3 separate regions of the Mus musculus genome follow, and all the other regions are linked to region 1. Evidence: chromatin contacts called from public promoter capture Hi-C data. All regions are on one chromosome and are shown on one strand. The core of a region is the stretch at or near the end of the contact, and the rest is flanking DNA. Distances in the headings are between cores, read along the strand shown. Region 1 overlaps Sumf1 (sulfatase modifying factor 1). Region 2 overlaps Itpr1 (inositol 1,4,5-trisphosphate receptor 1). Region 3 overlaps Itpr1 (inositol 1,4,5-trisphosphate receptor 1).

Region 1 (4,897 bases), core at 1,791-4,290:
TGACAGAGTTAATAGCCTGAGCTGTGGATCTCTGTTTTCATTTATATCTGAACATTTTCAAAACAGAAAACTTGAAATGCCACCAAGCGGAGTCATTAAACAAGTATTTGTAATATTGCTTGAAGAAGAAAGAAAACAGAGGTTAAGTGGCAGGAGTATGAGGCTCTAAAACTGCTAATCATGAGCTCCTTCTCAAACTCTTTTCGTAAAAAACGGAGGAACAGATTCAGTGCAGTACGAACTAAAACTCTCCGGCTTAATAAGGAGCTCCTGCATACAATCAGATATAGTTCATTAGGAATCTTAAATGTATTTTTCATTGTGTTTTTCTTAGTGCAGTGTGGATCCCTGAGATCGCTGAGAACATAGCTGGAAAAGAAAGATGCACACCTAGCCGGGGAAAGAAAGGGAATCTGGCACTTAGAATCATCTTGTTATAAACAAGCCAGTACTGCAGAGCACAATGCAGTCAACGCAGAAAATAATTATGAGTTTCTAGAGAGTACCCACAATCTTCCAAAAAACCCCTCACCCATAACTCAATAAGCAACCCTAATGAAACTCACTAGGATGGACAGATGGAGACACACACACACACACACACACACACACACACACACACACAAACACACACACACAGGACTAGTTATGGGGCTATGGGAATCAGAATGATTGGGATCAGGATAAGAAGGCAATGAGGTGAAAAAGATAATTCTAGATGTGGATGAAAATATTATAATACTATAATTATTATATAAACTACTATTGTGTATAATTGATGCATCCTAATAAAAACATTGCAAAACAAAGTACAAATAATTAAAAAAATAAATGAATGAGACTCTAAGAAAAAGATCTGCCATGACACTGAAAATGTCACATGTACAAATATGGAGCGTGTGGGAGCACTCCAGTGGTGCTCAAATCCTGGCCTACAGCCCCAAAGCCATTGCAGAGTGTGGGCAGTGCAGGGAAGATCAGGCAGTTTACAACCACTGCAGACTTCTCTTTTCGATCATAATGGAAATCAAGGCCTAAGAGAAAGGGGAGAAGCAGTGGAGATCACGATACAAGTTGTTTGAAATTAGAAAATGTCTTTGATATCAGCCACACCATACCATGTACACATATTTACGATATGAGCTTTTTTGCCTCTAAGAAACTAAAAAGAGGGATTATGAAACTATTCAAAATGTCAAGGACTCCTTTAAATGGCCTCATAGATCTCTCCGTGAAGTATCTGCTCAGCTAACCCAGAGAGCTGCCTAGAAGCCCTGCGTTCTTCCTACTCACAGATAGCACTTCTCATCAGCCGCCCAGGAACACTTACTCTCTCTGCCTAACACGTCTACTCCCAGCTATTCATTAAACTCAAGATTCACCTCAAATGTTAGCTTAGGATGAAAACCAAGGGTTCAATCAAACTAGGTTCAAATCCTGCTCCTGACACTGAATGAGCCTTTGAGATAGTTATGCCACCCCTCTATGCCCCCAGGTTCCTCCTTTGAAAAACAGAAATAATAACCATCCCAGCTTCTCTGGACAGATGTAGGGACTGAAGGAGATAATGTGTAGAACACATTAAACAAATGACAGGAGATCTGTGTCATGCTGATGTTACTTCATATTATTAATTTATAACTAACTCAGATTTCCCAAAGGTACTCATGAACTTAATAGCCCTGGTAGTGCATAACTTCACATTCAAATCCACAGAGAACATTTGATCTAGTTTGTCTAATGCTCAATTCCCAAGTAGAGTTGTCCAAGTCCTAATAAAATTCATGGTATGTTAATAATACTTGTAGACTGAAGACAGGCTGTTTTATACTCTAATAAAATTACCATAGCTAAAGTACCATCACAAAGTACAGTCTGACTCAACAATGGCATCAGACTTGGTTGAATTGATCTTTTTATCACTAAAATGAAAACAGAAACCTGTGGGTCAAAGATAGCAGAATTAATGTCACTTCAATATACATTGAAAAAAATCCAAAAATATTCCCCTTCTTCCTAAGGTCTTTCTGCTAGCCTAATTCAAATCATATCCCAACACCAGAGAGAAAAACTGAAATTCATAATTTTCTATTGGACAAGGGAAGCTATTCTTTGCTTTTAAAAATATTTAAACAGCAGTTTTGTGACTATCTCAAAATATCTCCCAATCCTGGGAGATGATCTGAATTCCTCCCTCTCTTTCATCCTTACATCCAAGTAGTCCAATTAGCTTTACCTCCAAAGGAGAGTTCTAATGAATGGCAGCTCATCATCTCCATGGCAACCTCTCTGATTCAAACTACCATCATTTGTCAGCAGAACCAACTATAATAGCCTCCTAACAGGCCTTTATAGCTTTCAAAATGGTACCTGGTGGGAGCCCAATAACATCTGTAGAATAGGTAAAAGGCTGGCATTATGAAAAAAAAAGCGAGACAAAATAGAATGCATAATATATAATTCCATTTATCTAAAACTGAAATCAATTCCACAGAATCTGTGCTTTCTAGAAAGAGGATCACAAATTTCTGAGGCATGAGACACAGAGGTTACAAGGTGACACAAGATGACTCCTATAGTCACTATTCTGATTGGGATTATTTCATGGACAATTATCAAACTGAACTAAAATGAATACTTCAAATATATGTGGCTTGTTGCATATAAATATCAATTATACCAAGGTAATCTGGGGAGTACTTGCTTGTTTATTTGCTTGTTTTGAGCCTGGGTCGCACCAGGGGAGACCTGGCTGGCCTGGAAGTCCCTATCTAGGCCAGGATGCCTCACGTTCATAGAGATCTGGCTACCTCTGTGTTTCAAGTGCTGGGAGGTATGAATGTCCAGCCACAATTGGGGTTTTTGAGTGGGGAAAAAAAACATATAATGATGAAAGTCAGCGTAAGCTGTAAGGCAGTAGAAGACTAAGCCGTTTTCAGGAAAACGCAAAATCTGAAGCAATTACTGAAGAGGTCTCTTCAAACACACGGACAACAGGCTTCTGGGCCTCCTACACATCACTGGGGACAAGAAGGAACAAGCACGGAGACAGCCAGGTCCACTGTGACCTGATAGTGAAGCTGACTGCAGAGCACAGAGGCTCAGCAGAGGATTTGTTTCTACTTTTATATGTTTGGAATTTTCTATAAACAAAAACACTTTTAAAGTCAAAGAACACAAGTGTTTAAACTAAAATAAATGAAAAGAAAGACTATGTCTTCTAGGACCCCAAATATTGGTCATCAAAGACTTCCTTCGAACTTTAAATGCAGAGGAATGCAGATTAAAGGGAGAGATTTTATTCTCTACAACCTTGAGAAGTGAACTCGGTTGAGTGCTAAGAATTGGGAGTTAAGTTGCCCTTGCCCTGGTTAACTGTGTGCTGGGTTCCCTGGCACACTTGACTTCTAGGCAAGCCTTCCAGCTGGCAGATGACATGGACTCCATAGGCAAGGTTCCAGCAGCCCAGGGCAACAAAAACATCATCCATGCCTGCATACTAACACAGCAATAGGGGCATCATGGGTGTGACTAAGACAGGTTCTGCTCACCGTTCCTACAAGTTTCTTCAGCCACTTCTGCCATCTTCTATTATTAGGCAAAGTACCACTACTGTAAGCCAGGATATTGCAGCATCCTGAGAGCGGGAGTGATGGGTGCTGATCATCAAATCTGCCGCTCCCCAACCCCCTTTAAAGAAAGGCACTCTGCTTTCAAACATCCCATAATGTAAAACATTGTTCTACATCACAATTACTGCCTTTTTATGCCATCTGATTCCCAAAGATGAACCTGAAAACAGGAAGTATTATTTTAAGGATAAGGAAATTGGAAGCCTGAGAGTAATGACATGTTTGCCTTGTCCTAGGCTCACAGCTATTGAGCAGAGAGGGCTGTGCAGTCATAGAGTCCACGCCATCAGAACACCATGGACCCTCAAACTGACCTTGCCTCTAAGCAATCAACCATCTTCGAGATGTCACAGAATCTCTTCCCAAGGTACAAAATAAGATGTCCCAATAATTCTTTTATGCTCAGTATTCACGTGAAAGGGAATTTTAAGAGTAAGTACATAAAAGCACTACTGAGAATAAAGCTTTTTGAATTAGGTGAAATGTTATTTATTCCCTAGGAAAGAATCAATGAAAAGTGTACCCTAGCTGGGCATGGTGGTAAATGCCTTTAATCTCAGCACTTGGGAGGCAGAGGCAAGAAAGAAAGAAAGAAAGAAAGAAAGAAAGAAAGAAAGAAAGAAAGGAAAGGAAAGGAAAGGAAAGGAAAGGAAAGGAAAGGAAAGAAAAGAAAAGAAAAGAAAAGAAAAGAAAAGAAAAGAAAAGAAGGAAAGAAAGAAGGAAAGGGGGAAAGGGGGAAGGGGGAAGGAGGAAAGGAGGAGAGAGAACAAGAGAGAAAGAAGTTTAATTATTGCATTAAAAGAGGAAGGGGAAGGTGATGGCAGAGGAAGGTCAAAGGTAGAGGGAAGTTCAAATTAGGAGCACAGCCTATGTGAGAAACACAAACCAAATGAACAGCTTCCCAGGTTCTCATTAGAGAAGCACAGACTCCTGCAGTGGCGAATTCAAGCAGTGCCCCCTGCTTTTGAGGTGAAGGAGAAGAGCCATTTCCTTCGTTCTGTTTGTTCTACTCATGCTAGGTCAAAAGGGAAGAGAATCCTTGAAACTTCATCCAAGTTGCTCACACCAGGATGGATGGCACTCCATTGTCTAAAAACCTACAATTTTTGCTTCTGGGATCATGCATAAAATATGGTATTAAACACACTAATTCTACTCACAGAATAAGGAGCATGCAAGTAAACCTAGAGGCTGATACTTATCACATACACACTATATGTAAGTACTGCCTTATGTCTTACATCTGTAAAACGGCCAGTCACTGT
Region 2 (4,897 bases), core at 1,082-3,581, 330 kb after region 1:
CTCTGTACTGTAGACAGGAGAATAGCTGCTTCCCTGCAGGGATGGAGAACAGGGGAAGGCATGGAGCTAATGGGCTTATAGAAAGACTCCCTGCAGTCAGTGTCACAGCCAAACCAGAGGCTGTCCAGAGGCGTTTTCTACCACTGCCTTGAATCTTGTGCTGCTTTCCTCCCCGGTTAGGGTTAGGTGAGGGGTTTGTGATTAATCACCATGAATCCTTGTTGCTGATCTTTGATCTTTTTAAACGAAAAACAAACAACCACCATCTCGTGTCCTAGTCGTTATATGAGTCATCTGAACCTTTTTAATATTGTGACAAAGATATCTTTAATTGCTTTCATTTGATCCCCAGCCTCCTGCCTGATCTAAGTGCTCAGGTTTTGACTACCTCTGACTTCTGATAAGGAAGGAAATCCCACAGTACAATGAGAGCCGCTGAGCTGATTATAGCCCACCGGAGTGATTTTGCTTGCCCAAAATGCTGAACTTACCTAGACTTGGAGCACTAAAGTGGCCCATCTTTGTGCTCTAGGGACATCACATCCTACCCTTCATTTGACTGATGCCTACCGGTCTGATCTTTGAAAACATTTGAGTTGAAACCCTTACATTATGGGTTTAAAAGTCTCCGTAGTCTACACCGTACATCCTAAGATTCAAGAAAAGCTTCCTGGGACCAGCACCTGTACTGTTGTCTTGAAGAACAATCCACTAGGGAAGTTTCCATGGTAACAGTGTTTGAAACAGTCTGACAGCATCAACAGGTTAAGTAAGAAGTCTTCTGGCTCAGGGGCGCATCCTGTAAGCACAGCTCCTTAGAAGGAAGCCTAGGAGAGACTATGACTGAGCCCAGGCAGGACTCAGCCACTGGAGGGCCTGGCCAAAACAGGCCAGGCTTTAGGGCCTGTTGGTTTGGCAGAGCAAAGCTTGTTGGTGTCATCTTGTTTGTGGGAGGCCTTTGTAGCCTCCTGGATTCTTACTGTCCTGCCTGTTAAGGAAAAGAGAGACAGCTGCCTGTGTCTGAAAGGTAGTTAGAACCCAGCCCTTAGCTGGAAATCTTGATCTCTGCTACTAGATGTTGGGTTTCAAACCTGGGACGAATGGTTGGGGTGGCTATGTAACATGTCAAAGCGGGCCTGTCCTGTCCCTCAATCCTTACCTGTTACAGGGCCCTCTTGGCTGGCACACCCCACCCCCTAGCTTAAATTTCTCCAGTCCAGGGGCTGGGCCTTTTTGGTTGCCTGCTCTTGGTGTCTGTTTGGGTCTTGTGGATGATGCACATGGATCTCCTCTCTTCCCCCTCCCCCCTTCCTCAAATAGTGCCTCTCCGTCTAGTCACATCTACTCTGGACTCTCCCAGATGTGCCTGCATACTCTAACTCTGGGCTCTCTCTCCTTTTTATCTACAATAAACCTCCTCCTCCACCATACCGAGGGGCACTCATGCTTGCTTTCTTTTCTATTCTATTTCTTTGTTCATTCTGTCATCTCCCTGTAAAACCCACAGGAGCCACTCTCCTGAGGCTCTGCTGTGGGCGTTTACCCTCAAGTTTTTCAGTTTTCATCAGGAAAGGTCCTAAGAGGAAATCTCAAGATTTTTCACCCGTTTTTGTTACTATTGTGTTGTTTGTTGGTTTTTTGTTGTTGTTGTTATTCTTGGTTTTTTTTTTGTTTGTTTGTTTGTTTGTTTTTTTTAAATATCCAGAGATAACTTGCCCCAAGGATTCCTAGCTTTGGCCTGAGTTCCTTTTAACTCGGAAGTCTGTATCCTGCTGTTTAAACATTAAGATGGTTCCTCACTGCCTTAGAGTCGGCAACCTGCAGGCCAAGGCGAACTTTAAAGAAAAACCAGGTCATGCCGCATGTTTTTGGTGAGCACAGGAATCAACAAAGCGCTGTTACATAACTTCTATTTATGTCCTCCTTGCTCACTATCTGCAGGCAGGCAAGAGTCGCAGAGCTGGGATTTAATGAGCTCTGGGTTTGCTCACCTTCCTGAGCTGGTAGGAACCAGCTTGTTCTCAAAATGCGTCAGTAAAGAATCAGGCTGTGGGTGGGCGGCCAGGGGTAGTAGGTGGGCCGCATTGTTGCCATGGTGTTTTTTAATTCCCCTGTTTCTCAAGGATCCTGCTCTCTCCTTCCCTGACTCCCCACCCCCTTCTTTTCTTTTCTTTCTTTTTAATCCATGCGCTTCCTTGTTTCTCACGCCCACTCGTGATTTCTTGGAGCTGCCTCAGGAAACAGGAATATTTTCCCTCCCTTCCACAAACACCCCCATTGTGTAGCCCCAGGGCCTCAGAAGAGTTTTTCCTAAGGTGCTCCTTTCCCACCCTCCCCTGTCTATTTTCCCGTGATTTTTCGTAACCACTCCCTCCATTGCCCGGGCTTAGCCTCCCTGTGGCGGGATGGAAGCTTTCTGTCTCCTGCTAGATTGCTCCGGAACCAGGTGGATTCCGTTGCTCCTAGCACAGCAGTTTGCCCCGGAGGAGAGCGGTTGTTTGTGTTTCCCTACATCCTGGTCTCTGCTCTTGCCCTAAACTGAATGACATCTGTCCCCTCTAGCCATATTATTATGAAATAGAGTCACACTTTATAAAAGGAAAACAAGGGAAGTTTGTCCCACAATGATGACCCCTGTTACCTGAAAGTTACAGGTTGGATTAACACACATTTTAAAAAAAATAGAAAAAGTCATGTGCTAGGGAATTAGCTAAGTGGGACAGTGTGTACTTGGCACGGGTGAAACTGGGTTTGATCCTCCATCTGTCTCGAGAACAGTGCATGTGTGTGAGAGCTCGTGTACACACACACACACACCCTCCCTCCCTGACTCTGATACATAGCAAGGAAGGAAGGAAGGGCTGAGAGCCCTGTGGCTGCCAGGGAGAGCTCCCTGCTCCCTGCACCTCGGCTTCTGAGGGAAGCCACCCAGGTTTCTGTGCTGACTTTGTGTCCACACTCTCAGCAGAGCGGAAGCTTTTAACAAGTACAAAAGAATAAGTTGAGATGAAAAACTCCAGCGGGGGGGGGTGGGGGTGGGTTGGGGGTGGGGGTGGGGGGGGGGACAGTTCCAGCAAAACAGGCTTAAGATTTTTAAAGTTAAAAAAAAATTTAAAAAGTCAAGCCCACCCCTTCATTGCTTACGAGTTGTGCAATCCTTACTGGAGGTAGCTGTTTGAATAATCAAAGGCCGGCTGACTTCCCTTCATTAACTAGAGCGGCAGACATCTGCATAAAACATCCCAGATTCCAGACTGAGTAGGTAATTTTTTTTTCCCTCTGAGTAACTTGAGGGACTTTCCCTTTGGAAACCTTCCAAGAGAGTGAACTTCGTGGTTGAGACTTTTTTCTCTTTCTCCCTGGTGTTGGATGTAGAACCCAGGGCAAGTGCTCTACTGCTGCGCTTGTGCTGGGCAAGCCCTACCTACAGTGGTTTTTACTGGGCTAGGCAGCAGCTTGATCCTGAATATGAAGCAATTCAGTCACCTCAGACACAAATCTGGAGCCCTCAGTTCTGAGAACGTTCTTGGTGTTCACAGCTGACCGCCGCTCTATATCTTAGCGCCACTTGCCACTTCAGAGCCTGCCCACACTTAGATTTCTCAAGGTCCACTAAGATCCCTTGGAAAAGTAGCCCTCCGCGTTTTACCAGTACCCTACGCTTGCATTTTGAGCTTGCTTCATCAGCGTGGTTCAGACACTCAAGCCTGTGGTTCTGTAAGCCATGTGTATTCTTCCGCAACTGTTCCAAAAATCCAAGACTTTAAAATGTGTGTGTGGGGGGGGGGGGAGGGACTGTAATTGAAGGAAGGTGTGGTGGAGTCACCCTCAGCAGCTGGTGTTTGAGAAATGTGGCTTTATTAATGTTCTTGCAACATGACCCCACAGACTGTCGAGCCTGGAGTTTGTAGCTGTGGAGCCTGGGGAGACAGCCAGCTTCTAAGGTGGAGGGCCCACAAAGGATGGCCCTTCCTGCTCCCAAGTTAATGATGCAGGCAGCTGTGTCTCTGAGGCCCTATTGGTTAACAGTTAACTGGGCAGATTAAAGATCCCCAGCCAGGCTGAACCTGTCCCAGAGTTAGAAGCAAAAGCCTGCTAAGTGCCAGCTCCACACCTCCCTTCAGCCGCCCCCAAGGTGGGACACTTCCCCATTTAGCGGGACTTTGAGCTTTCACATTCCCAGAATTAAGGTTTTTGGAACTGTGCCTCCCTTAGGGTTGTTATTTATTCATTAAGACAATAAATACTAGGCACTGGACAAAATGCTTGTGCGGGTTGGGGCAGGGACTTCAATGGTATGCCATCCAGTGGGTGAGCCGGCTAGGGAACCTGAGCAAAACTGGGAGAGTGAGACCGGAAGCAAGGAATTGCTCCTTGAGGATGGGAAGGGCACTCGCGGAGGAGACATGGATGCTGAGACCTTCCAGATGGAATGGGGTTAAGAGCAAGGGTATCCTGGCCCCGGAGCGGGGTGTGTTGGCATGGCTGAGGAGGCCAGTGTGGCAGCAACGGAGTGCAGGGCGGGCAGCAGCATGAGGTGACTGCTCAGCTTTGGTACTACGCCTGTCACCAGGTGGGAGGCTGGATTAGGTGATCCTCTGATCCTCGTGCTCTCTGCCAGTCCTTACTCTGTACTTCTAAAGGGCACCAAGTTGGCTCAGGTCAGTGACCTGCCTGGATGCGTACTACTGCTGCCAGGGATGGAATAGGTTGAGCTACCGAAGATGAGGACCGTGTAATTTCAACCTGACCACCTCCGTCGGATTGGTGATCTGTACATGTCACTGTCAGATGCTTCCCAAGCCACAGGGACATTCACCAACATAGTGAATGGGCGGGCTGGGTTGGGGGATGTGATGGTCTCACAGGTCTGTGTCTGAGGGTGAGAGGAGCTGGA
Region 3 (4,897 bases), core at 1,138-3,637, 300 kb after region 1:
TCTATACTTTAATTAGATGTGTTTCCTAGGATGGTAGAAGGGTGAAGAAGGGGAGGACCCCTGCAGCTTCATTAATTACTTTTAGCACAGTCATTTTCCCTTATTTCATATGTAGCTTTCCCATTTTTGAATTATTTCTATGCTAGAATGTCCTGGACTGAACTTAGTATGCTGACACCCTTCAATACTCTTGTTTCTTCCTTGAGTTATAAATGCCTCCCTATAAACTTCTCCCCCTGGGCTATTGAGGTTGAATTTCTATTTGCTTAAGTACAGATTAAGTCAGGGAAAGGAACCCCCCCCCCTCCACTGTGGTCTGTGTAGCATTATTAATACACTGTTTGCACCATAGTAAATCAGTTGATGTGTTTGCTTGCTCAGGATACTACTTGGTTCTCCTGGCTGGGAGTTTATTGCTTGCTTATGGAAAGATTCCACAGTTGGAGCAGGTGTGTTTATAATTATACTCTAGGAAATAGAATACTGTCTGTTTATAAAAGAAGAATGTTCTGGCAGGCGCTTAGATTCTTTGAAAATTCCCTGAGGAAGCAACTGTGGCTCCCCTCTGCGTAGTTACCCCTGGCAACCGTCAGAACCCAGGGACACCAACACCCTGTCCCTGGTCCCTCAGGCTATTGGCTCTGGCCCTCTTCTCAGAGGTGACTGATTGGCCTTTATTATCAGCCCATTCTGGAAACTATCACAGCTCCCTGTGGTACAATCCCCCCCCGCCCCCCCCCCGCAACCTTCTACCAGTGTGTTCTTGGGGAAGCTGTAGTCCACAGCTGTGCTTCTACAGAAGTTTAATGAGAGCTCCTGACAGCAAAGGATCTGGGTAGGGACGAGCCTCACACCTAACACTGAAGGCTTCTGTCCCGAGTGATCATGGTGGTGGCAGTGGGGCAAATAGTAAGCATGCATGGTCCCTCCAATTTCTCATTGCGGAAGAGCCACTGCCTTTTGATGACGATAAGGACAGTTGAGTATCTCGGGGAATAGATGGCTGCAAACAACTTGGGAGAGAGGGAAAGACCTCCTGCATGAACATCAGGACTTTGGGCAAGACGCTAAAGTAAGGGTAGAGGCACAAACTTCTCATAAAGAGCATGCATGTACAGGCTCTTCCCAGCTGCCCTCTAGAATAAAATTTTAATTGACACCAGGAACAGGAGGGTGTCGGTGTTTGTGTTTGCTTCTTGGCAAGAGAGGCAGTCTCTATCTTTACCCCGACTTGATCTTGTTCACTGGAGATAGGAGAAACAAACTAGGGGTGGATGCGGGGGTGAGGGTGGGGTGGGGATAGAAAAACTACCTGCACTGTGTGTGTGAAGCTTCATGGATTGCTACATTTGTGTGCTTGGGACTATACATCCCCCCAAAATCTTGGACTGATGACAAAGGCCAGTCAGTTATCAGAAGGGCCAGGGCCACAGAGTATTGGTATCCTATGGTTCTGACAGTTGCCAGGGGTAACTATACAGAGGGAGCCGCAGATAAAGATCAAGATACAGAAAGCTCCCTCACTGGCCATAAATGGACATCAGCTGATGTTAAAGATCCTGATTTCTATCACTGGAAGCATCTGTTAGGTTCCAGGTACTATGTTAAGGGTTTGATACAATGTGCCTCCAAAAACATAGTATCTGCCGTGCTGGAGACTCTGCTAGAGACCATACAAATTAATGGAAAAGTTACCCCAGCCTGTCATGCAGCATGATAGAAATACATGGAATTGTGGGGAAATGTTATCTGGGGCTTTCTCGATATGTCAGAAGGGCAAGTAGTCACTTCAGAGGTCAGGCAAGAATGCAGTGGGGAACCTCAAGGCAGGACCTACTTTTCTAAACTAGGAAGTGCCATGCCTTTTAAGAACATACTTGGGGTTTAGGCAGCAGTAGTGGATGATGGGGTGGGCCATCTAGGTTTCCTCATTTTTGTCCTTGATACTAAGTTGTGTGTTTTAAAAGTGTGTGCTGTAGTTCAACAGACATGCCCATTCCTCTTCACTTAATATGACATCCTCACTGAATTACTGTCACCCTGGTGACAGCAGGCAACTGCAACTTTGCTTTCCTGTATTGAAAAAAAAAAACAAAACAACACAACAGATATCCTTGTCACCCAGAGTAGCTGTAGCCTGATTTTATTTATTGTGACCTAAACTTCTCTCCCCTACAAGCTAGTGATGCCACAGACAAAAATGTCTGTAATATTCAGGATGTGAAGGGTGGGAGTGGGGGTAGGGGTGCAGACAGCCGCTTAGGAATTGCTAGTTTTCACCTTCAGGGGGCGCGCTCATGACGTCCGACCCGGTGGAGGCGTCCTACTTTCTTACATTGCTGCAAACTGCTGAGTTGGGAACCTGCCAACCCTCAGGCAGCCGTTACATAAGCCCTTTCTTTTTTTCCTGGAATTTAAGCTCACTGCTGATGTGCGACCTTCAGCAGTAATTGCCAATAAGTGCAGCAGGACTGTTTACTGTTAGACACTGGCAACCACAGAGCAAGCTCTGCTGTCAGCACACAGAAGCCACTGCGGAGTCTGCTGAGGGCCTTTTCAAATCTTTGGACTCTCTTTGTTATTGTTTCTGAGATTATTCCAGAATGACTGAAGTTGTGTAGTTGCGTCATGCCAGTTTGCATTTTTTAACTAACGGACCACACTACTGAGTTCTGATGAATCCTCTCTGTAAGATATGCATCAAAGTTCATGGGTGGAGCCATTTAATTTTTAACTTATCCTTATTTCTAAAAGCAAATGCAGTTAAAATGAGAATTGTATTTGTAGATGTGAATATTTAAAATTGTCCATTTAAATTCAGAAAAAAAAAAAACCTTCCATCTTTGGTTTGGGTTTTTTTTTTTAAAGATTTCTTTTCTCTCAATGAAGAGGTTTCAAAGTCTGATAAAAGATGGACCCTGACTTGCTAGCCCATTCACTCTTGTTTTGTTTCCTTTTCCCAGGGTTATAAGTAGATTGAGAAGCAACGGAGTGCTGATTTAGGGAACCAGAAATGATAAATTATTTTTGATGTACTGATATATGAGCCTATCATACATGTCTTGACTTGTGTCCAACTACTGCCAAGATGGTCCATAAGTGGACATTATATTGAAGAGAAAATGGTGGATGCTCAGAGGCCAGAGAGGGATTCCGGTTAAGGGCAGAAGAAAGCAAAGCCTATTCACAGCCATACTGTGTGCTGGTCCTATAATAGACTCATATAAAAGGGCTGGATAGAGAGAGAGAGACGGGGTCGGGAGGGTTGCTGACTCGAAAGCACCAGGAGTAACCTAGGACATATATAGGTATCTTTTCTTTAAGAAGTTCAAAGAGTGATAACAGATGTGCATCCCTCCATAAGAAATAGGGTGCCTTGTTTATATGAAGCAAGCCCACAGGCATCTTCTATGCACATATCACGTTACTTGGTTGACATCACAGTTATAATACCTTGATTATTGGCCTCATCCAACAAGGACATTGAGGGCTCAGAAACTTGAGTTACTGTTTAAGTTATTCTTAAATGTTTGTTACTCATTTGGATCTTTGTTTCTACGAAATTATGTTTTGCTGAACATCTTTGAGAGTTCTGGGGAAACTTTTAATCAAAGGGGCAATATGATGAAGCAGTCTGGGGCAGTACTCAGTTTTCAGATTCATAACTAGACGTGTTCATCATCCACCGACCAGCTGTGATTAGAGATGTCAGCAGCATGTATGATGAGGGAGAAATAAGACCTAGAATATATAGATCTTAAAATGTTATTACTTAAAATGTTCACTGGAACATCACCATTCAAGTAAAGTAAATAATAATAATAATAATAACAACAAACAACTACTACTTCTGAGGAACTAAATTTATTTATCAAAGCCTACTCTTCACTTATATTGGCATCATATCTTCTATTTACATAGCTATTCTTGGGACATGCATACTTTGCTTTTATGCTTATCAGAATTGCAGCTTACTTCCTTAAAAGCAGCTTATCCCCTAAGAAACCGTGACTTCCTTCACTGGGGAAGGAAGTGCTGATGGAGATGAAGAAGGTGTAGGATGTTGCTTGGTGTTCTAATTATATCCTCATTTGGCCAGGTCTCTGCCATGTCCAAAATCAAGTAGAACTTGGCCGTTAGATGCTTAAAAGTAAAGTTTACTGTCAGTAGACCTTTCGTTATTTGATATGTCAGCTGGACGGAATCACGATAATGCTCCAGTTTCTGCGGACACGTGAGGAGGTGGAAGCCCAAAGCGGTACTCTGGTGACCAAAAAGGCTTCCCAGAGGGCCTCGTCACATGGCGCCAGCCAGTGCTCTCACTTGTCCATGGTAATCCACCAGTAAAAACATGCTAAAACTTGTCCTTCTAAATACTAATTCATGAGGCCTCAAAGCAGCCTCTAGGGTCCAAAAAAGGCTTCATAGGACTTTCAGGGAAAAACTAAAAAAAAAAAAAAAGCTAATTGGCTTATATTTCATTTTAACAATCAGACTTTAAACCAAGCACAGTAGTCATCTAGGGAGGAAATACAGGGTGAAGTTCGGTGGGAGAAACATGGAAAACATGGGATCTCACATTAAGAAATAAAGACTGCACATCTGATGGCGTCTGCAGAATCGAACGTGCTTCTCTGGGCAAAGAGAGCTGAGGCAGAGTGGAGAATTAAACAAATGAACAGAGCACGACACACCAGTTCCGGCTCTGTCTTCTTCCTTTCCCTTAGCTTTGGTGTTGGCAAGGGACTGACGATAGCTGCTTGGGTTCCTGCAGGAAATCCCTGCCTGTAATCCTTCTGTTGTTATCCTATAGAATGCACCTGACGGACATGCCCGTGGAGCCTGGCCAACACACATGGTAGAAGGCATGACGTTCATCTCTGTCTCTGGCCGCTCT

What was found. Capture Hi-C pulls out chosen DNA fragments and counts their contacts.
Region 2: a promoter capture Hi-C map of adipose tissue shows a contact between it and region 1. The contact joins two enhancer-like sites. A contact is called at or near these places in 1 of 484 Hi-C or Micro-C datasets (bone marrow-derived macrophages) and 1 of 9 other capture datasets (adipose tissue).
Region 3: a contact with region 1 is called in a promoter capture Hi-C map of adipose tissue. The contact joins two enhancer-like sites. A contact is called at or near these places in 1 of 484 Hi-C or Micro-C datasets (bone marrow-derived macrophages) and 4 of 9 other capture datasets (adipose tissue, embryonic stem cells, liver and 1 more).

The regions. Positions count from the first base shown.
Region 1 is chr6:108,123,396-108,128,292 of GRCm38.p6, forward strand. The region is part of intron 7 of Sumf1 (sulfatase modifying factor 1); the gene reads right to left. Among named protein-coding and RNA genes, the nearest start is that of Sumf1, 60 kb to the right of the region's middle. Within about 2 kb of position 3,041, at least 7 of the 459 cell types and tissues checked have an H3K27ac peak or open chromatin away from gene starts, as enhancers often do. A contact at or near this core is called in adipose tissue, where this site is marked.
Region 2 is chr6:108,454,415-108,459,311 of GRCm38.p6, forward strand. The region is part of intron 44 of Itpr1 (inositol 1,4,5-trisphosphate receptor 1); the gene reads left to right. Gm35165 (a long non-coding RNA gene) reads right to left here. Exons shown (of 5, transcript XR_869349.3): 4 at 1-33. Among named protein-coding and RNA genes, the nearest start is that of Gm35165, 16 kb to the right of the region's middle. Within about 2 kb of position 2,332, at least 206 of the 459 cell types and tissues checked have an H3K27ac peak or open chromatin away from gene starts, as enhancers often do. A contact at or near this core is called in adipose tissue, where this site is marked.
Region 3 is chr6:108,424,599-108,429,495 of GRCm38.p6, forward strand. All of the region lies in intron 40 of Itpr1 (inositol 1,4,5-trisphosphate receptor 1), which reads left to right. Among named protein-coding and RNA genes, the nearest start is that of Gm35165, 46 kb to the right of the region's middle. Within about 2 kb of position 2,388, at least 158 of the 459 cell types and tissues checked have an H3K27ac peak or open chromatin away from gene starts, as enhancers often do. A contact at or near this core is called in adipose tissue, where this site is marked.